Regions from separate parts of the Hordeum vulgare genome. Here all the other regions are linked to region 1. A link is a contact called in public Hi-C data. All regions are on one chromosome and are shown on one strand. The core of a region is the stretch at or near the end of the contact, and the rest is flanking DNA. Distances in the headings are between cores, read along the strand shown. Region 1 holds the start of LOC123398992 (homeobox-leucine zipper protein HOX4-like). Region 2 overlaps LOC123399424 (putative wall-associated receptor kinase-like 16). Region 3 holds the start of LOC123398984 (dicarboxylate transporter 2.1, chloroplastic-like).

Region 1 (3,061 bases), core at 362-2,861:
GGCAAGGGGTTTATGGGAAGGAAAAGGAAATAGGTAGAAGAGCAGGGGCGGAAATGGCACTAGTAGTAGTAGTAGTACTATTGCTGATGGCTGCCTAGCGATGGCGAGGGTTTGACAGAAAAGGACGGGATAAAAACGAGATTTACAAAAATTTCAGAAAAGCCCCTGCTTTCTTCACTAATCTTTTATTCCCCGCGCGAGGTGTCGTCTCCCACCGAGTACGAGTAGTAGTCTCTCTCTCTCTGCCGCGCCTCATTTCCAGGGATCCGCGGGCTCGGTCCACCACGCCAGCGGCGGCTCGTCGGCGAAGAAGCCCCCGCACGGCTCCTCGTCGTCCAGGAACCCCGTCTCGTCCTCCTCCACCTTGAGGAAATTCCCCTGCAGGAACATCTGCCCGTGCCCCGCCACCGCCGCGCCGGGCCCGCCGAGCAGCTCCCCCATCTCCGGAGCCGGCGCCTCCTCTGCTGGCGTGGCGCCCGTCGCGTCCGTGTCGTTCAGCACCCCGCTGGAGTCGCTGTCGGATGACCCCATGCCCGCGGGCGGCGGGCCGTCCGACGCCGCCGGCTCCTCCTTCACCGACGTGAAGCTCGCCGCGGCCTCCTCGTCCCCCAGCTTCCCCTTCAGATCCTTGATCTGTATCGCACGAGGCGAGCGTCAGCCATTGCGCGCGCACAGTACTAAGGACAGCGGCAGCGAAATTTAAGCGGGCACGAACCTCGGCGAGGAGGGCTTCCTTGTCGCGGCGGAGCGCGTCGTGGTCGAGGCGGAGGGCGTCGTACGAGTGGCGCAGCGCGTTGTAGTCGCGCTCGAGCTGCTTGGTCTTCCAGCGCGCCCGGCGGTTCTGGAACCAGACGGCGACCTGGCGCGGCTGCAGGCCGAGGTCGCGCGCCAGCCGCGCCTTGCGCTCAGGCTCCAGCTTGTTCTCCACCTCGAAGCTCCGCTCCAGGGCGCGCACCTGCTCCGCGCTCAGCCGCCGCTTCTTCTCCCCTCCCCCGCAGCCGCCGCCGCCGCCGCCGCACGCCATCATCTCCTCCTCCGCGTCCCCATCCGCCTCCATCCCGACCACGCCGTAGTCCATATCTAATTAAAATTACAAGCACGCATGGAGACTCAGATTTTCCGCATCCTTCACCTCACAGTCAGAACGAATTGCCACCAGAAAGAAAGAAAGAGCGCGTGCAATTTACCACTGGGACTGGCCATCTGGTGGAGGGGGGAGGGGTTTCCGCCGCCGGGCCGCTTCATGGCGAGTTCCGCAGAAATTCAGAGGGCACCGGCACCACCGCCACCACCACCTTCCCCGATTACTGCGAGAAGAGGAGCAGAGAGCGTGCGGAAGGGCTCGGGCGCCTCCACTGCTGGTCCCTCCCCGTCCTCCCGTCCACGCCTCGATCCATGACGACCACCATGTACCCTCGTCCCCGCCTTGGGAAACCAACGCCGATCAAAATGCCCCCGCCACGATCGAGGACGGATTTCCTCCGCGGTTCCTTATGATCCAAGAAAGAGTGAGGGGGAGGGGGAGGGGGGAGAGTGGAGTGTGGAGTGGAGTCCTGCTCTGATTTCTTTTCCGGGTTTCCTTTCTGTTTCCCCAACACTGCGTGCTGCATTTCCGTGTGCGTTTAATAAAGGGGGGAGGGGGGAGAGAGAGAGACAGGCGGGGCCGAGCTCCGGCTCCGCGCTTGGGTCGGGTTAGGTGGTGCGGTCAGGAGCTGACCACGGTTAAAGACCCGCGGCAGCACGCGTCGCGCGGCAATTTGCGAGCCCAAGCGCGATCTTTTTTTACCGATCGGATCAGAGCACATAGGATCGTGGACTGATAAGACGAGACGACTTGCACTGGAGTACAAGCCCGGTTCATGCTTCACAATTTGGCAATTAGCATCTTACTATTCTTTGTGCACTGGAATTCCCACTACCAAAATACCCACACATAAAAAAGCCAAAGACAGAAGACACGATTGAAAATGTACTATCAACAGATTATGAGATGTAGATGAAAGGGAGTGGCGCGCCTTCGTGCCTAGTGGGCGCCTCTCCCCTTTAGTGGTTCTTGGTTTCAGTAAAAAAAATATTATATTCATAAAAAAAAAGTTTTGCTTAACTCTAAGAATTTTTATTTTTTATAAAAAACAAAACTATCTGTTGAAAACAGCGTCACCTTGTGTTAGTTTCATTCAAATTATGTAAATTAAAGTTTAAAATAAAAAAACAAAAGATTTAGGAAAAGTAGATAGATGCAGACGTATCACTGCTCTGAGAGAGAACTTGTAAGTGTCATTTGATAGCAACCCATCCTTCGAGGATTTTGAGATAAAAATATTAGCAAGGAAAAATCCAAAACCCAAACTAGAAACCAAAACCCATAGTGATTGAGCATCACTCACAGGTTGTTTCTGTGTGGAACCGACGCTTGTTGCCTTTGAAGACTGTGTATCTTTCAGAAGGTTGGCGTCATGGTCTAGAGCATCCAAGAGGAAATTGTGGATTGTCGGGTGATCGACTTTGTGAGGGTTCAGAAGTATGCGCTCAAGACTTAACACGGGTGTTGGACAAGGTCTGTGTGACCTTAGCTCAAGGAGAACACAGTCAGGACTGTGTGTCCTTTGTTTTAAATACCAAGCCGCTTCAAAACAGACATACAAGTGCTACAACAGTTGGAAGAGGGTCATCAAACCATTGTCTTCATCGGGCTCCTCGTTGTATTTCCTTAACCCCTCCATTTCCTCAAATACTAGTTGATGAAATTGATCATTACTATTTTAAGACTTTGACTGAAGATTTTCTCAATTTTCTCATCTCAAAATTCTTCAGTCACCTTGTTTTTCGCGTGCTTATCCTATTTACACGCTACTTGTGACTGTGTTTGTTTTATTTCATCATGACAACTATGCTACTACTATGTTATGATTACACTTGAGTACTTATTCCGCTGCAAGTAGTTCGTCAATTAGCAAATTCCTCAATCATTATTTCCTCACTAACGAATTTGTAAAAACGCTTATTCAACCCCCCTCTAGTCGATATAACGCACTTACAATTGGTATTAGAGGGTACTCCC
Region 2 (3,061 bases), core at 314-2,813, 310 kb before region 1:
GGATGCCAAGGTTCTTTCCTTTTTGTTGCCTTGTACATTTGATAGGAACGCTCGTGTATATACGAGTCACATGTATGCACAGCTTGGCAAGTTGAACTGGGAAAAATGTTTTGTTCCAGATATTGACGAGTGCCTTGAAGATGCTACTCTCTGCGTCTCTGGAAGTGGAACCTGCACGAACACGGCAGGGAATTACACCTGCTCATGTCCCCGAGGGAAGGATTGGGCGAATGGCAGTTGTCAATCCCATTTTCCTGTGATACCTGTCGTAGGTGAGTTCTTCTCTTTGTGAGCACTATATACACATACTGCTTATGAACGATTAATTGAACATCTGCAGGAAACTTACGAACTTTGCAATGATATAGTACATCGATATTATGTTGTTTAACGACAACCCAGCATACTTTATCTTGGCCAACTAAATTTATCAGCCAGTATTTTTCTTTCTCCTGAAACAGAGTACTTTAAGTTGTCACTACTCAACGAAATTACATTAATATTGAACATATGTATATGTGGATGGATAATGCAGGTACAACTGTTGGACTAGTCGTCTTAGTGATTGTTTTAGCCTGTGCGTGCATGATCCAAGAGAGAAGAAAACTACAAAAGATGAAGCGGGACTACTTTCGGCAGCATGGTGGTCTAATATTATTTGAGGAGATGAGGTCAAAGCAAGGTATTACATTTAAAATCTTCACAGAGGAAGAACTACAGCAAGCCACGAACAGGTTTAGTGAGCAACAAGTATTGGGTCAAGGGGGCTATGGGACTGTGTACAAGGGGGTTCTTGAGGGCAACGTGGAAGTAGCGGTGAAGAGATGCAAGACCGTCGACGAGCAACAAAAGAAAGAATTTGGTAAAGAGATGCTGATCTTGTCTGAGGTCAACCATAAAAACATTGTGAAGCTCCTCGGGTGTTGCCTCGAAGTGGAAGTCCCTATGTTGGTATACGAGTTTGTCCCAAACGGCACCCTCTTCCAGCTCATACACGGTAACCATGGCCTACGTATCTCCTTGGCTACTCGCTTGGGGATCGCCCATGAGTCCGCTGACGCGCTCGCCTACCTTCACTCATCGGCTTCGACACCAATCCTCCATGGTGATGTCAAGTCCTCCAATATTCTTCTTGACAGGGATCACAAAGCTAAAGTAGCTGACTTTGGCGCCTCCATCCTGGCACCAACTGATAAGTCACAATTCATCACACTTGTACATGGTACATGCGGGTATCTCGATCCTGAGTACATGCAAACCAACCTGCTGACAGACAAGAGTGACGTGTACAGCTTTGGGGTTGTTCTTTTGGAGCTGCTTACGGGCAAGTTGCCATTTAATTTCAGTCAAGATGTCGCTGCCCGCGAGAAGAGCTTATCGATGATGTTTATGTATGCGATGAAGGTGAATAAGCTTGAGGAAATCTTGGATGATGATATCAAGAACGAGGAGAGCACAGAAATTATTGAAGAGGCGGCGGAGCTAGCGATGCGGTGCTTAGAGATGTGTGGTGACAATAGGCCATCGATGAAGGAAGTTGCGGAGAAGCTTGATAGTCTGAGGAAGGTGATGCAACATCCATGGGTGCAGCGAAACCCTGAAGAGATGGAATGCCTACTTGGGGAGCCCTCGTCAATGGTCAGCTCGACGATAACAAGTGCTGAATGTTTCAGCATCGAGAAGAAAGCTGTTAATGGTCTGCAGTCAGGTCGTTAAGTAATCACACTATTGCCTTGCTTTGTTTATTTTGTATTCAAAAGCAAAAAAGTCAGTTGCATCAAAAATAGAATAAACAGTCAATTGTTATAGCTACCATTATGTTACTGTTCATTTTACCAATTATACATCTACAGTTTCAGTGTTTATATGGTTATGTATCTTCTGAAAAAGTGTGGATATATGTGATTTATTATTTCTTAAATTATGCATAGTTTGGTTTTCAAATTTGATTTAGTGGGGTAGATGCTTGACACGTCCTCTAAATCCTTATATTTTATTATCAGTCTTTTGCAAAAAGAGAGAAAAAAATAAGAAAAACTATGATCAGTCAAGAGTATGGTATCATGCATAACCCGATTCAGGCTACTAGACTTCTACATGATCCTTTTTTTTTATCTTTTTGACGGAGAAAACACAGGGACGGCTATGTCCCGCTTCTAGCAAGACAAACCGTCCCCTCACCTGAAAAGACGTGGCCATGGGCCAGCCCAGTGGCGTTGTTCGCTCGATTGTTATTTGTTCGTTCACTTGTTTTTTGTAATTTTTCTGTTTTATATTTTCACAAAAACTAAAATACAAATATTTTAAGAAAATACATATTTGTAAAAACCATTGTTCAATATTAAAAATTGGTGATGCAACTATAAGAAAATGTTGATAGCGTTTGAAAACATATTTCAACACTTATTTGGAAAAACAAGTTTAACACATATTTGAGAAAATATATTCACAAACATGTGTTCTGAAAAAAACTAATTGTATATTTGAAATTGTAAAACATATACAAGATAAATGTTTCTGTTGTATATGAAAAATGTACAGATGTGTATGGCACAAAGTAGTTATCGACACATGTATTCAAAACAAAATGAATCATTTTTCTGAAAAATGTTAATCATGTATTAAAAAATGTGACATATGTATAAAGCGTTATTGATGTATCTAAAAAATATCTAAACATACATATAAAAATGTTAACCATGTATTATAAAATGTTGAACATGCATAAAATTAATTTTCATATGTATACAAAAAATGTACAAAGTGTGTCAAAAAAGTAGACATCAGAGATATATAATAAAAGAATAGACATAAAAGGAAAACTAATTCACGCTACTAGACTTTTTCTTTTGCAAAAAGGAAAAAAAAACTATAATCAGTCAAGAGTATGGTATCATGCATAACCCAATTCACGCTACTAGACTTCTACATGAGCCTTTTTTTTTATCTTTTTGACGGGGAAAACACAGGAACGGCTATGTCCCGTTTCTAGCAACGAAAAAAATGAGGGGTTGTCTAGCTTCTAGCAACACAAACCGTCCCCTCACCTGGAAGACGTGGT
Region 3 (3,061 bases), core at 284-2,783, 290 kb after region 1:
GTCACTTGTTATTTCCAGATAGATTAATATTTTCTTCAGTTCAACCTTGCCAATTTACTGAATAATGTTGTGAGGAATCAGGACTCAGCTGAACAATGCACTACTGTAGTTTCACCATAGAACCCTCCAACCGATAGGAATAGGATACCCCCTTTAGAAAAGCTGTCAAGAGATCACGAAACTGAAATGCACAAAATAACAGACTGACATGCTAGAGCTCCAAAATTAGTTTTAGCACTGGATGGTGTACACTAAATAACTTCTGACCAAGCAAGCATCGATTTGGCACATACGGGATTACAGGTTCTTGCACTAATTCCGCCTAGGAAAATCATACTAACACCCACATGTCCTAATAGTAACAAAGAAATGGTGCACCACCTTCAACCTGTGCAGAGCACAGCTCCACAAGAGTTTAAAACGATGGAGGTAACACGATCGGCAGTTGAGCTGTGAACCCTTTCTGAAACAAATATAGCCGGGGGAATGCACACTTCAAGAGTTCAGGTATAGTGACAATTAGCAACTGTGACTCTGGCGCATTCATTTATTAGAATCCTACTGTGACAGGCTTGTAAGATCTATCTATTCCATGGCCAAGTTACCAGCAGCAAGTTCATCAAACGAACGTTGAATAATGAAAATCAATTTACATCACTTACCTGGAACTGGGTCATCACAAGATAGGAGCCGAGCTTCCGCGACGACTGGTCGTTAGGCTTGCTGCCCGCGGAGAGCGCGAGCGACTTGATGATAGGCAGGAAGACGCCCCCGGCCCTGGCGGTGGTGCTGGGCATGGCCGGCGCGATGCAGGCCTCGCTGACGGTGAGCCCGTAGGAGAGCCCCAGCGTGCTGCCCCCGAGCCACTTGATGAAGTAGGTGGCGATGCGGTCGCCGAGGCCGGTCTTGACGAAGCCTCGCGCGAAGAAGAAGGAGATGACGATGAGCCAGATGACCTCGTTGGTGAAGGCGGAGAAGGCGGCCTCGAAGGGGAGCGTCTGCGTGGCCACGGCGGTGGTGAGGCCGACGAAAGCCCAGGCGCCCACGGGCAGCGGGCCGAGCACGAGCCCCGCGATGGTGGAGAGGAAGATGGAGAGCAGCTGCCACGCCTGCAGGGTCACCTCGGCGGGCCGCGGCGCGAGGAAGCGCACGGCGAGGCCGGCCGCGAGGGAGACGACGAGCGGGACGAGCTTGGCGCCGGCGGGGGCAGCGCCGGCCTCCACGTCGGGCTCGGGGTCGGATTCGGGGACAGGCGATTGCGAGGCGAGGAGACGCCGGGCGTGGCGGCGAGGGGTGGGGGAGAGCAGGCGATGCTGCGAAGACAGGGGGCGGGAGGCGAGTGTGAGGGGAAGGGGAGCGGGGAGGTGGAGCTGGCGCCGGCGGAGATGGTTCGGGGCGCGGATGGGCAGAGGCGGGCGGTGCGAGACGGCGATCCGGAGGCGCTCCATCGGCGCCGGCGGCGGGCGGAACGGTCCAGGAGCAAAGGCGGGCGGCGGTTTCAGAATCCCGTCCACGGAGATCGGCCCTGTAATGGCTGCGGTTTGAAATAAGCATTTTTAGCATAGATACTAACGGCGGAATCTGGGATACCCAACGCCTCGCGGGCTTCGCCCACTGACATGTGAGGCCCCGTGCCTCGCGGCCGCAGACGGACCCACCCGGCAGCGTCCGAAGGAGGGGTACGGCGCCTTGTTTACTGATGATACTACTACCTGGGATCGGCGTGGGGACGAGTCGCGATCGCCGGAATCTGCAGCCTCGCCACCGGTGGTGGATCCCGCGAGGCACCGCGTTTCGACGGGAAGCGGCGGCCAGCAGGGTGCCGACACGTTGCTTTAGTTGATACTCCGTAGTTGATACTGACTGCCAGAAGCGTCTGCCGTCCGATGAGAATCGAACAATCCAGATGACCGGCCAGGTCATTTTCCTGAAGATCGCACACATTTCCCACGCGACATTTTCCATGCCATGAAACCAATTGCGTCGCGGGACCACCTGTAATAAACACCAAACATTGCAAGCAATTCCAAAAAAAAAGGCAATATTCAAGCCAACAAAGAGTGTGAGGAGGACCAGAGTTTGGACAGAAAGAGTGTGACGGCTGGAGAAGCCGCCACATTCAGTGAAACAAAATGAGCTGCGTCGCGGCAGCAGTTTTCATGAGTATAATATATAGTGATGCTGTTACAACTTTCCGTAAACTGTTCTTGCAGCAAAACAATCAATGGCAGATGCTATAACACCTTGGAGGCTACCAAAACCTATGAGCAGCTAGTTTCAGCATACGGTTGGAAAAATCTCTATGCTGAAGCAATGAGAGCCAGGCCTACGCCATCTATGACCCAGAAAAACCTCGTGAAAACGCGTCATGTTAAGTACGAAGGATCACTTCCACGCGGCAATCCTTCCTATCGTCAACCGGTACCGTGGTATCTGTAATGAATGCCCCCGAGCGTTCCGCGTCAGGGGCACTTGGTCGGCGGGCAAAACTCCGCTATGTCGACGCCAGCAGCCTCCATTGCGTCATGCTGACAGTTGGTCGGGGTGCAGCACTCCGATATGTCAATGCCGGCAACCTCCATTGCATTGTGAACCCACTTTGGCACGTCGCCCTTCGGGAACTGTCATCATCGTGATTTTAGCGTTTACGGGTAACTCAAACTATTAAGAAACATAATAACAAAACAGGTATGGTGTTGGCTTTGTAGATGATTGGGTAGCAGATGGTACAAGGAGGTAGTTTGTTGCTCAGCTATTTTTGGTTCAAGCAATATATGATAGAATAGAGATTGGAGGACAAGACAAACCTGCACCCTCAAGAATCCTCGCACGAACCTGCAACATGTCAGCGGAATTTCGTTATTTACCAACACACTATTTCACTGACAAATCAGGCAGATTTATGTCGAATGAGACAACATACTCTGGAAATCGCCCTTCAAGAATCGACATGTGGAGATCTCTACTTAACTGAAACAGAAATGAGAGTGATCAAACAATAGCTGACGGTGCTCAAAATGAACTAATCGGAAAAAAATATTGACAGGGTACCCGCATCATA

Evidence for each region. Hi-C and Micro-C count contacts between places; a contact is called where the count stands out from the background.
Region 2: a Hi-C map of leaf shows a contact between it and region 1, with 4 times the contacts expected there. The contact joins the enhancer-like site here to the promoter of LOC123398992 in region 1. A contact is called at or near these places in 2 of 6 Hi-C or Micro-C datasets (leaf and seedling).
Region 3: a contact with region 1 is called in a Hi-C map of leaf, with 6 times the contacts expected there. The contact joins the promoter of LOC123398984 here to the promoter of LOC123398992 in region 1. A contact is called at or near these places in 5 of 6 Hi-C or Micro-C datasets (leaf, seedling and an unstated tissue) and 1 of 1 datasets of contacts at active chromatin or transcription factors (embryo).

What each region holds. Positions count from the first base shown.
Region 1 is chr5H:468,897,746-468,900,806 of MorexV3_pseudomolecules_assembly, reverse strand. It overlaps LOC123398992 (homeobox-leucine zipper protein HOX4-like), which reads right to left and starts at 1,611. Exons shown (of 3, transcript XM_045093427.1): 1 at 1,188-1,611; 2 at 716-1,080; 3 at 55-633. The coding sequence starts at 1,245. The coding sequence ends at 253.
Region 2 is chr5H:469,207,178-469,210,238 of MorexV3_pseudomolecules_assembly, reverse strand. It overlaps LOC123399424 (putative wall-associated receptor kinase-like 16), which reads left to right. Exons shown (of 4, transcript XM_045093834.1): 2 at 1-10; 3 at 120-272; 4 at 536-1,865. The coding sequence ends at 1,716. Among protein-coding and RNA genes, the nearest start is that of LOC123399424, 11 kb to the left of the region's middle. Within about 2 kb of position 1,563, at least 2 of the 3 cell types and tissues checked have open chromatin away from gene starts, as enhancers often do. A contact at or near this core is called in leaf, where this site is marked.
Region 3 is chr5H:468,611,853-468,614,913 of MorexV3_pseudomolecules_assembly, reverse strand. It overlaps LOC123398984 (dicarboxylate transporter 2.1, chloroplastic-like), which reads right to left and starts at 1,533. Exons shown (of 4, transcript XM_045093424.1): 1 at 663-1,533. The coding sequence starts at 1,448. It overlaps LOC123398985 (queuine tRNA-ribosyltransferase catalytic subunit 1-like), which reads right to left. Exons shown (of 16, transcript XM_045093425.1): 13 at 3,052-3,061; 14 at 2,924-2,970; 15 at 2,808-2,835; 16 at 2,124-2,621. The coding sequence ends at 2,463.